4 separate regions of the Zea mays genome follow, and regions 2, 3 and 4 are each linked to region 1. The links are chromatin contacts, called in public Hi-C maps. All regions are on one chromosome and are shown on one strand. Each heading gives the region's core, a stretch centred on a gene start, on an enhancer-like site or on the middle of the called end of the contact. The rest is flanking DNA. Distances are from core to core; before and after follow the strand shown. Region 1 holds the start of LOC103638321 (65-kDa microtubule-associated protein 1). Region 2 holds the start of LOC100283980 (lipid binding protein). Region 3 holds the start of LOC100383380. Region 4 has its middle 17 kb from the start of LOC103638318.

What was found. Hi-C and Micro-C count contacts between places; a contact is called where the count stands out from the background.
Region 2: a contact with region 1 is called in a Hi-C map of bundle sheath, with 3 times the contacts expected there. The contact joins the promoter of LOC100283980 here to the promoter of LOC103638321 in region 1. A contact is called at or near these places in 2 of 25 Hi-C or Micro-C datasets (bundle sheath and leaf mesophyll).
Region 3: a contact with region 1 is called in a Hi-C map of leaf, with 6 times the contacts expected there. The contact joins the promoter of LOC100383380 here to the promoter of LOC103638321 in region 1. A contact is called at or near these places in 7 of 25 Hi-C or Micro-C datasets (bundle sheath, ear, endosperm and 3 more).
Region 4: a contact with region 1 is called in a Hi-C map of endosperm, with 2.4 times the contacts expected there. The contact joins the enhancer-like site here to the promoter of LOC103638321 in region 1. A contact is called at or near these places in 3 of 25 Hi-C or Micro-C datasets (ear, endosperm and tassel).

The regions. Positions count from the first base shown.
Region 1 is chr9:46,396,154-46,399,200 of Zm-B73-REFERENCE-NAM-5.0, forward strand. LOC103638321 (65-kDa microtubule-associated protein 1) reads right to left here and starts at 1,581. Exons shown (of 10, transcript XM_008661267.4): 1 at 1,220-1,581; 2 at 398-458; 3 at 96-299. The coding sequence starts at 442.
Region 2 is chr9:46,835,049-46,838,095 of Zm-B73-REFERENCE-NAM-5.0, forward strand. It overlaps LOC100283980 (lipid binding protein), which reads right to left and starts at 1,478. Exons shown (of 6, transcript NM_001156878.1): 1 at 1,056-1,478. The coding sequence starts at 1,460.
Region 3 is chr9:46,708,896-46,711,942 of Zm-B73-REFERENCE-NAM-5.0, forward strand. LOC100383380 reads right to left here and starts at 1,572. Exons shown (of 3, transcript NM_001176035.1): 1 at 782-1,572; 2 at 643-705. The coding sequence starts at 1,007. The coding sequence ends at 644.
Region 4 is chr9:46,097,781-46,100,827 of Zm-B73-REFERENCE-NAM-5.0, forward strand. No RefSeq gene overlaps it. Among protein-coding and RNA genes, the nearest start is that of LOC103638318, 17 kb to the left of the region's middle. Within about 2 kb of position 1,626, at least 1 of the 20 cell types and tissues checked has an H3K27ac peak or open chromatin away from gene starts, as enhancers often do. A contact at or near this core is called in endosperm, where this site is marked.

The DNA of each region.
Region 1 (3,047 bases), core at 331-2,830:
TTGACTGCTCTTGCAAAGCATATTTTTGGGCTCAGGGTTACCAAAGCCATAAACCAAGCTATGAATTTTTCTAGCATGGGCATATAATCACTTACGGTTCTTGCAATAGCTTTTTCTCCAAGACCAGAAAGAAGCCTAGCAAGTTCTATCTTTGAGTCATCCAGAGCCTGGATCAGGAGATCCCTAGAGTTAGTTGCTTGGTCAACTTTCCTCTTGTAAACATCAAGGCATTCCTGATCCAGCTGATAAAGGACCTTGTCACGATCCTCATCACTCTCGCCAACTTCATCCCATATCAACTACAGTAGAAGTAAAAGCAAGCCATCATCAGCCACACTGTATCAAGCAAGAAAGCATAGAATTGCTGCTATTTGTGGACAACAAAATGCAAACATACCTGCAATTTTTGCAGCAAGGATCCGCAAGTAATGTCACCGGCCATCAGTGGCCAGAGCAACCTGTAAGGAAAAAACATTACTTCTGAAAATTATAGCTTATCACTTAGTACCACTAGAACAAAAAAATACATTTCCAAACTTGATGATTCCAAGCTTTATTCAAACCAGTAATCATGTTGGTCTAAAGTAGACATCAAGTTCGCCACATATTAGACAGTGAGACTGGTATTCATGCTCCCTATGCCTAACAAGCTGGTCCCCAAATTAGCGGCACAAGTACAACCAAACACGGATAATGACCGTACTGACACTAAACACACGGATAATGATCCTAGTAACACTAAAATCCCCAATCATTGGCAGTTTTAAGCAATTACAGAGACCTAAAAGTTTAGGGGGGTTACGCATCTAGGATTTCGGCTAAACCCGAGCAAACAACTCTGGTAAAACCCCAAAAAAATATAAAACACCAAAACCCATGTGAACTCGCAAAACCGAAGTGTTTGACCACATTTGACCAAGCAAGAGGGCGCCCAAAAGAATGGGATCTGAACATGTTGCTATCACCTTTCCTTCACTGGATCAAATCCTTACTCCAGAACCGAATCAGAAACAGATCCCCCAGGCAGGTATCAAACCCACCTCCTAATGCCCCCAACAAAACCGCCTAAAACCCACACTATCCGGAGGCGTACCAACGCATTAGTGCCCAGCTAGCTAGATCCCATCCTCCAGCGATGCCCCACCCCAACCCCCACCTCTGCCACCACCACGAATTCTGCCACGGAAACCAGAGAGAGGAAGCAGCCGGACACTCTTACCGGACCACGCGGAGAAGGCGAAGGAAACGGCGGACTGGTGAATGCAGGTCCGCAGCGTGGTTCAACGCTCCACTCTACGGGAGTCGATACCGGAGGATGTCGCCGGTCGCCGGCCGCCACCGCTGAGAGCGCTAACCTGGGACTGCAGTGGAGGCAGTACTGCTGCCGCTGCCGCTGCCGCCACACCACGGGACCCGAATTAATTGGGGGCATCGAGAGGCTGGTGCGCGCGGCGGCGGGGCCGGTGGATGCGACGAGCGGGTGATCGGACGGCCTAGGTCGGCCCAAGGATTTACCACGGGTGTCGGTGAAAAAAGGTACTACGGTGATTATATATAAAATATATGCGCACGCGGGACCGACCACCGTAGTGTACGCAGTGTGAGGACTGGTTCGGTGTTATCTATGGATTAGATAGAATTAGAAAAATTAAGAAAATGTTTATTATTAATTTGGCAACTTTATTTTTCTATAAGATTTTTATTTTTTCAAAGAAAAATAAACTAATTTTTTTAGAAAATAGAATTCTTTTCGAAAAATATGGTTCCAAACTAGCTCTTAATTTGTTTAGAATTTAAACACACTCAATCTCACTCAATCTATATTGATTAAGATAACAATGGGAATTTGGATCGATCCATTACCACCGTTATATGGTGAAGTATTTTATTCTTATGCGTTCCAAAATACATATCCTAGCAAAAGTAGTGCCTTTTTCTTTTGATAATACTAACAAACAAAGGTTAGCTCTGGGAAATACTCCGATTTGCAGTTCTCCTCGGAGCCTGAAATGATGCAGGGACATGGTGAGGAAGTCGGTGGTCGGTTGACGAGGAGAACACAAAAACGCTGTCCCAGGGTCTGAAACTAAAAATACAAGTGTCCTGCAGACATCCTTGGTGCGAAAAGAGGACAAGCCACGCATTTTCTCTTGAACGGCAGGAATCCGGGCCAGCCGATCAGATCGGTAAGCTTTCCCGTTGAGCACGAGACCAGTGCGCGGCCGCCCACCTTTGCTTCTTTAATCACAGCCAGTGCCTCGTAAAGCGATTACCGCAGGCCTGCCACTCCCAAAACCGCTGCTCCCAGTCCCAAAGCCGTTTTTTTTTCACCGTTCGATTCGCCGGATGGCCTGCCAAGCTGCGGTCCTGAAGCAAGCGGGAAGATGCGAAAGACGAAACGGAAGGATGTGGTGATGTGTGAGGCTGGCGTGAGCAAGAGAACCCCGCTTGTCCTCTATCGCGCGAGGAACGGGTGGACACCGAGGTCCTCGTGGCGGGGCCCGCGGGAGCCCGGGGGAGGGGCGCAGAGCACATGGCCGTCCACGTGCTGCTGCAGAGATCTACCACCAGTCCACCACCACCACACCCCTCGGCTCCGCGCGGGGGCGTCGCGAGGCCCGACCGCCCGAGCCCAATTATGCGTAGCGTACTAGCGCGCCGCGTCCGCTCGTGCGGCCAGCCCGTCGCTGATGGTGCCCGCAGCGACACGGCAGTACTGCCACGAGGATTTTTTGCAGGACAAAGCCGCCCGCTGGGTCCCGCGGTTCGGCTTTGGATGTGCCTCTCGTAGAGTACCGACCGTCTCAGCAAGGTGCCCAGGTTACCAAAACATAGTGTAGATCATACTATCGTTAAGTAAAATTTAAAATAAGACATGAGACGAGACATAGGATAATCTCATAAGCCGTTCGGTTGCCCCGCATCTAGCGGAGGCAGCAGCCGTGGACAAGTAAAAAACTTACCAAAACAATAGAAGTATTATTATACCGGAAACAGCTGTTTTACCGAGTGTCTGAACCCATGGCTGATGGTGCCCATAGCCACAT
Region 2 (3,047 bases), core at 228-2,727, 440 kb after region 1:
AAAGAATTAGATTTTTCCCGATGGGGGTCAAATTATTAAAGAAGTGCAATTAAGGGGTAAATAAAGATTGGAATAGCCATAAATACCAGAACTGACAAGTTACCGATGTCCAGCCGGTACCGTGTCATGATAGGTTCCCAAACTAATAGTATTCGAAAGTAACCAGCCAAATAACGACCTAGAAACAATGATACCCACAATTGTTTTATACCGTGAGTTCATGATCATTCAAATATTTATTTACATAGTCCATCATTTTTTTTGTTAAAGTTGAAACATACAAGCCTATCTAGAACTGATTGATGATTGGTATCTTGAAAAAAAAATCTGATACCAGAAGATTTGCAGCATGATGCACCATTCTGACTTCAAACAGGAGATGCCATGTAGCATTTGTGTTACTGCCTTATCGGAAGACTATTCTTGATAGAAATAAGGGGAACTACAACTTAACTAAATATGAAAACTAATGAAGATCCCTGGAAGAAAGGCAGCCACGCTAATTTGATAGAAGCATGTAAACTCATGATGTCATTCCTATCCAACGTAAACCAATATCAACTGACGAAACGTTCTGTGCCACCATTAGTTGTGATTGAACTAATAAAGGATCTAAGGAGATAACTGTCCTACTAAAGCCCAAAATTTAGTCAAGATGTTATTAAGAGAGGTTCACAAGACCATCGTTAGAATTTGATATGAAGAAACTTCATCAAGAGAGTATATCCGTCCTTGTTAACTCTATATGCTCAGTTTTCTACAAGAAGCAAAATTGTCCCTTCGCTTGCAACAGCATAACAAGTCAAACATTTAAATATATATAAATATAACTATATAAGGTAACCTCAATTCCAAGCGAAGAATAGGACAGGTGTGAAACTGATTAGTATTCGGTGGCAGTTTAGGTAATTAATGAGACATATGGGGTAGAGCGGTGGTGATAGTAGGCATGCATACCATCACAGCCAACTATACAATACAACGTTTGTACAATTCACATAAAAATCTAAGCACAATCAGCAACAGCTATGGACACCCCTCCCCCTCCCAATTACCAGGATTGAGGCCGTTCCGCTGTCGGTGATCTCTATGGGAAACAACCACGAATCGTAGCAGTAGCTCCAATGCATACTGATGTTGGCGGTGATGCCGGAGGCGACGACGAGAAGGCCCGAGTCTCCGGGGAAGATAGTGGAGTTGTCCCCGACGTCTAGGTGGAATAGCGTGATGTTGGAGGCGGCAACGCGGATGCCGCCAAGGAAGGGCACGCGGACGGCCTTCTCCACCCCGGGGAGGCGAAGAGGGGTCAGCGACCGCACGGCCTCGCTGATAAGCACGTCCTTGGCGAAGGCCAGGCCCTTCTCCGCGACCGCGATGGAGACGTGCGCCTCGTCGGCACCGCTGGCAGACGCCGCCGCGGCAGCGATGAGGAGGAGGTGAAGGGGACAGAGACGAGTCATGATTGTTTTGGGGTGGACGCCTGGACTGTGGGAGCGTAGAAGGAAGGTGAAGTAGTGATTGAGTAGACGCTGCGCGGTAGGTTTACCCGATATTTTCTTTTACATAATTGAAATTTACCTAATGAGAATTAAGATCTGAAATATACTTGTTTATAATTTTTACTTAAAATTTGGATACCCGAAAAATCGAACTCATTTAGTTCCGCACAAACACACCACACTACGTGCAAGTCTCATACCTATTAACTAAAGTTCATTTTTTATATATTGATACATCATAAATTTACAATTACATTACAACAATACAAGTATTTCGAATTACCCAATCTGATTTTTAGACATGCTATCTAAATTAGTGATCCGGTAAATCAGGTCGGATAAATCGGATCTGAGTTCAGGCAAAATCGATTTTAGGTAATGGGTAGCAGGTTTTAGCTCCTTTTTCGTTGTGTATTAAACTTGTGGATGTAGGTCGTTTTTTCTCCTAATTTATTTGAACTTCTTTATTATAGTTCTAACTAGTTAGTTGAACTAGTTGTCCAGACATTTCTATGTTTCTATATATCATATAGGTAGATTTTTATATAGCACAAATAGACATAAGTTACAGTGGTAGAAGTCAAACACTTTATACCAAGGAAGTAGGGTTCGAATCCTCGCGGAAGAGAGAAAGTTTATCCACTCGCTATGCTCACTAGAGCAGACGACGCACGACGAAACACATAAAAATATACTAGCATCTACGATCTACTAGATATCATGTAATTATACACTCCTCAAATATATTTCATAATAAATTTAATAAAATTATCAAAGAAGTGCTTTTTAAGGCTATCTATATCCGATAATTATACACTACTTAAATATATTTCATAATAAATTTAATAAAATTATCAAAGAAGTGTATTTTTAGTGCTATTTCCAGCAGCTCTCTTATTTCATCTTTTATTCATCTCTTATTTCAAACTTTAATATAGTTGGCTTTGTTTTTCTTATCATACAAAGTCTTTCCTAGACGAGTCACCTCTTATCTTAGTTGCTCATTCAACATCGCAATCTCATCCGAATATATTTCTATAATAACATTCTTAACAAGAACTTGATTGTAGGGATTAGAATCATCAATTAAGTTAAGGCAAGAAGTAGAAGCATCTTTTTTTAATAATTTTACTAATTTCAACTAAACATGCCCTTGGGTGCTACCGATGTTTTCTAGCTTATTAATTAGCTCATTATTGTGAATGCTAAGAATTTTCATTTTCTCTATCAAGTTTTCAATTGTATCCTGAGAGCTAGCTAATTTAGCTTTAAGTTTTTCATTCTTTTTAACAAGACTATCATCGATAGTTGAGGATGGAGCTTTAGACCCTAATTGCTCAATTTTAGTTGTTAGCTCGCAATTCAAATTTGCAAATGTTTTAAATTTTCTATCAAACATTTATAATCATTTTGAGAGTTAATCAACTTATTTTTTAAAGATTTTAAGTTGAGCCTTTTGTTGAGTACACACATCCTCAAAAAACTTGACGACATATGCAAGTTCATCTAAGGAGGGCTTTCTCTCTCCCTCACACTCATCATTATTAT
Region 3 (3,047 bases), core at 322-2,821, 310 kb after region 1:
ACGGGTATTAAAACGTTCCGCCTTCACACATACCCATTAACCCGTGGGTATAAAATACCAATATAAACTTATCTGAAGCATGAACTTGGACTTTAGTCATCCAACTTTTTTACTATTTAACAACAATTTAATGACCATGTAATCGAATATGTAATGTGCTATGTAGTACTATCATAGTGTTACTACTTTATTCAATTATCTTTGGTGTGTGTTGAATGGATGGTTAAATGATGCTAGAAAATTTTGTAATGGTATTTATATGGATATACTTGCCATTTGTATAGTATAATTTTTTGATAGTTGTTTAATTTTTGTGGGTACGGGTGACCCGATGGGTGACCCATACCCACATGGGTATGGGTATGGGGATAAATACATACCCGCTAGTGTATATGGGTGACCCGGTGGGGTATTTTTGTGTCGTGGGTATGGGTATGGGGTAGTAATACCCGGTGGGTATTTACCCATTGCCATCTCTAGCTGCTACCTTCGCGCACATGTTATGGCTTAGTGGAGCACCGCCGACAGTTGCGGAGGACGCCAGAAAATTTAGGTGTTGCTAACGCAACGAAAACTAAAAATTTATGACACAGTTTAAAATAACTTGTAGCTATAAAATAAGTAATAAGTGTTGAAAAATACCTTATTTAGTAGTCATCTTGATTACAATCCATTTACAACCAAATACCATATAGCGAATAAAATCTGGGAAAAAGAAAAAAATGAGTTAGCAATAGCAAATTAAAGTAAAAATTGTTGAACAAGTGAAATAAGAATATACGTTTAGTTGTGTCTAGTTCTAGAAGATCTAGACAATTGCATTTGTCTAGTTTTCTTATCTTCGACTTGACCATTAACATTTTCACCATTGGTATCTTCACTATTATTCTCTTGAATTCCAACTTGTATTCCGGTTCATTGCAAACTCCACTAGCGCGAGTGCTTAGTCTACTTCCACTAGAAGCTTGACTAAAATAGCTCTTTAAATCTGTCATTTTACGAAGCATATAACATGTATTAGAGAATTAGAAGATGTTACAACAGCCAACAGGGAGTGTTCACATAATATAGAGATACTTTTTGGGCCATATTCTTTGCCTTGTTTTTGTTTGTATCCAAGACTGCTATTTAGAAATTGGAAAATCTGCACCTTGAAAAATCTAATACATTAGACACGCACAATCAAATACTCACGCACTACCTTTGACCTTTCTATGCTCACAAGTCTCACAAGTCACAATCAGACAACTAGAAACACAGAAGCACGAAGCAAGCAGACAACTAGAAGCACTAAGCAAGCAGCCAAGCAAACAACTAGACAAGCAGACGTGCGGCCAAGCAGGAAGCAGCGGCAGGCGGCAGCCGTGCGGTGCGGGTCGACGCCTCGGCGGGACCAAGCGGCAAGCAGCCTGCAGCCGGCCGCCGGGCGGGACAAGACAATCAGACAAGCAGATCAGCGAAGCGCCGGAGCGGACAGCTGGAGCGCCGAGCGTGCCGAGGCTCCGAGCGGCTGGAGCGCCGCCAGGAGCGGTCTGCAGCCGAGCGGGCGAGCGGTTGGAGGCTGGAGGCCTGGAGGAATGAGCGCCGGCAGGAGTGCGGGACGTCGGGACGCGCCTGTGCGGCTGTGCGGGACGAACCCTAATCTCTATTCTCTTAGTGGGCCGACCCAAGGTATTGCCCAGGCAATACTGGACCATACTGGGCCCTCCGCCCCTGACCGCCGATGTTGTTACCTCCACCAAGCACCACGACCTCTTCTCCTCCCACGACATTAACTCCGTCGATTATGGGTGGGCATTCAATCCATTTGGGTGATTTTGTTCGGTCTATTCGTTTTTTTTGAAATTTTGGGTTCTAAAAAATAAGGCTCAAAATTTTCAAAATAATTTTAGGGATTGGACTCGAATTCAGTCTATCCGGTCCACCGAATAGACCAAATTATAGATAGATTAGTTACTTTTGTTAAAATATATGAAATGAATAATTAGATAAAAGTACTAATTTACAACAAGTTGTGAAGCATCTAGGCCTCTAAGTAGTGTTTTGGTAATTAATGACAACGATATATGGACTAACGATTCTCAGAGAAATAATAATATAGGTTGGACCACATAAACATGAGCTTTATTGAAAGTATTGGAGACTTCAACATTTGTTGTGGAACGAATACATGCAAAGGTATTGTGTAGGATTTTACTTTTGCCGGCGACAAGATGTTTAGAGAAGGCAATTGACCGGGTTAGTAGGCTAGATAGCTGAAATATCAAAAGGGTTCAATGACAATTTTATGCGTGAAACTTAGTGTCTCATAGGACATATAGATGTTGCATGTGCATGGGGACTAACATATAACCGATTACGCATCCTAGACGCGAGGCGGTGGCCCTGTTTTCATGCTATTTTGTATACATATTTATGCCAACGTCAATAGGTTTTTACGATATATATTTCAGTTCATAGCTCTGCTTCCGTCTATTTGCCTGTTTATGATATTTCTATTCACATTTTACGCAAATGATTTGTTGATTTTATGTATTATCTCGTTTACTTAATCCAGTGTGTATTAGGTTCCTAGTATTTACGCCATATGTATAAGATATATTTACAATGCACACATTTACGCAACGAAATAGAAATTTAGAAAAAATAGCTGCTCTAAGAAATGAGTAGGGATGGATCCGGATATTTATTCGGATGTCAAATTTTTGGTCTTGTTTCTTCGATTGCGAACAAATAACATATAGAATTTGCTATGTAAATTTATATTCTTGTTTTTAGCATTGAGACTGTTAATCTTCATAAAAAATGAACATTAAATTCATTATATATCTTTTTAAATAATTGATATAAAATTCGAATGTCTATTCAAATACAAATTCAGATGTTTTTTTCACCTTTTTTATTGTAGGGAGAAAATAATGTACATAAAAAATTATATAAAAATTTATTTAAATACTACATAATATTCTTAATAACAGTGCCAAAAATCAGCTTTAAATTCTATGTATATCTATGCTAAAATATTAGATTTGTGATACAAGTCGGAT
Region 4 (3,047 bases), core at 376-2,875, 300 kb before region 1:
CCAGCATTCAGTGTGCACCTTGTGTCCAAGGTGCTGTCCCAGAGCACCTCACACCAATTCCTGAAGAGCGTTGGCATCAAAACATTGGCATCCTCCAAGGCATCATCATCAAATCAAAGTGAGCTTTGGGAACAACTTGCAGCTGAAGCGACGACTGCTGCTCAAGGTGAACTCGACCAGCTCAGGAAGAAATGTGAAGAAGCTGAGGAACAGCAGGCGAGGACACAAAGGGAGTTGGAGGAGTACAAGAAGATAATAGAGAAGAACAGCAAGGAGATGGATGAGACCAATGTGCTCATCAAGAAGCTCTTGTCCTTGCATGGTAACTCTTCTTCTTCGACATGAGGGTCGTTGGTCAGAGCTGCTGTGTTTGGCCTGTTCTTTGACATGAGGGTACCCAAAAACTATAGTTGCTCGTGGGTGTCAACTTTTTATTATATGTTGTTATGTTTGTGCAAACTCAACTGAAATGTGAAGTCAAGTGGTGATGCTATGAACTGAGTTTAGTGTTGTCCACTTAGTTTGTATGCTCACTGGAATACTAGTTGTATTCATCTATGGAATATGGAATTGTGTACTCATTCCTCTGTTCTAGTATCTTTTGCAATTTCCAATAAAATTATTCTCTGCACATCTGTGACCAAACTGGTGGCATATAATAAAACATAAGCCACGTCAGCGCTGACGTCAGCTGCCACGTCACTAGCCACGTCAGCGCTAACGTCATACGCCATCGAGACCCTTCCAAATGGTTGTTAATGACCAAAACACGGCTCTATCTATGACGATACCGTACCATCATAGAAAGCAAACGACGTTAACGACGTCGTCAGGTTGCCCGGGCAGACGACAGATTATGACGGAAAAGTGCCTTCCTCTATGACCAAACCTGATCGTCATAGAATGAATTTACTTCCATGACAACGCTATTTCGTCACATAATGTATACACATCGATGACGAAAATGGGCAGTCCGTCACAACACAACAAATGTGACGCGACCCCTATTGACCAAATCGAACTCGTCACAAATTCGTCACAAATCTTTATCTGTGACGATACCTACATATTCCGTGACGCAATACGAACGTCATCGATGATAAGATATCTACTAGTGTATATTCTATATTTATAAAAATCATGTGAGAAAAGGCATTAAAGAAATAGCTAATTAAACTTTATTTTTAAGTTATATCATATTTTCATCAATTATGGAGGAATCAATTATAATATCACCTTTAACTTGTATTAGAAAAGTTAATTTGATAACTAGGGGTTAAACAATTTAGTTATTTATTTTTGAGAATATGTTTCATGATAGACCAGAGTCACTAAACGGTAGGAAAATTTATTATGAAGCTAACACAACTCGAATGGTTCAAATCGGAGTTAAAATAATCAAAATATGAATTATCTAAGTTTTCATCCACTTTTCTATACCCTTTTATGCTTAAAATAAACTTCAGGGGCGGTTTTGTAAAACCTAGGGATCTAACCGTGATTAGTTTTAATAAGAGAGGGACGACGGGTTAGTTACTATGAAATCCGAGGTCTTTTTTGTAAGTCTGGCTCGGCGAAGGGGTAACCTAACCTCTAGGCCGTTAGATCTATTACGACGGCCGGGATTAGATCCGACTTAAACCGAACTGGTACACAACGCGAGCCACTGGATCTACGATGAACGGATACGATTTAAAACAGCGCAATTGATTCTCTTGTCCTCGACCTGAATCGGATGACCCACAACGTTTTCAATGAAGCGATACGTGGATTCTTATCACAGCCGTTGCCTGAGCGATCCACGGCCATGGACCCATCTCCTACCCCACACAAGCCGGGTGGCGTCGCAAAGCATGCCCCCACGGCGGCGGGCCCGCCGGAGTCGGCCAAGCCGACACACCAGAGCCTTGCTCCAAAATTCGATCGATCCTACATGGTCTGTAGAGGGCGATGAATCGATCGAGAAGGATCTTACTTGAAGCAATGCTACGATTAATGTCGGCCATGATGCAGCGGCACGGTGGCGGGACACCAGCCTCCGATGAGAAATTGCATGCACCCCGAAGACTCTTCCTGCCCGCAACCGATATGCCCGCGTCCGATGCACTCCGACAACCCTTCCTAGCCATCACCTGCACCCATATTGCCCGCACAGGCAAGGACCAGCAGCGATGCGCCGAACCCCCCAATCACCGTGCGAGGTGAAGATGCTCCCTCTCTTTGTGTGTGATACCGCTCCGGTTATGGTAAAGGAACGGTGCCAATGGCACACATTTATACTCCAAGATTGCTAGGAGATTCGAACAGAAGCACAGGAGATCCAGGTTCTGTTTTCCGCTGCCGCGGTGTTGTTGGCACGAGGATGAACGAGCTGAGGATCTGGGCCCACTTGACAGAGAAACGGGTATCAATGCAGTCATGGGCGGGAAGTGCAGGAAAGCTGGGTCCACATGTCGGCGCCCACTAGGTGAGCGCGCGTGGTGTATGTGAGTCGGTCTGGCAAACAGGACCACCCAGCAGGGAGTAATCGAAACCAGCACCAAAGTGTCCCCCAGCGCGCAGACAACATGGGGCTGAGCCGATGACCCCACTTGTCGGCGCCAGGGTGAGGCGCATTAGCAGGTGTGTTTGCCCTTTTTCTTTTATTTACTTTGTTTTCTATTTCAAATTTCAATCTCCAATCTTCCCATGTCTGTGCTAATTGGATCCGTGCTAGAAAACCTAGGGAAACTGAGGCGGGTGTATCTTTTGATGATCCAAATGTCGAAGAATCTACGAAAAACATATATGCAATGGCAGCTAAGCAGACCCAACGATCATTTAAGCAACAACGGGAGAGAGACATCTTAACGGCTGGTCTCGGTAACCCTAAGCATCCTTGCCGTGTACGAGGGATCTCGTCTAAGGAAGGATGGAAGGAAGGATTCGAACCACAGTGGGAAGGTTTGTACAAGAAACGTGATCGATACAAAAAAGAGTTGTCGGATTATTTTAAGCAGGAGGCAAAGAAAGAGTTCAAAGACCTGATGTCTCAAATGCTATCAAAT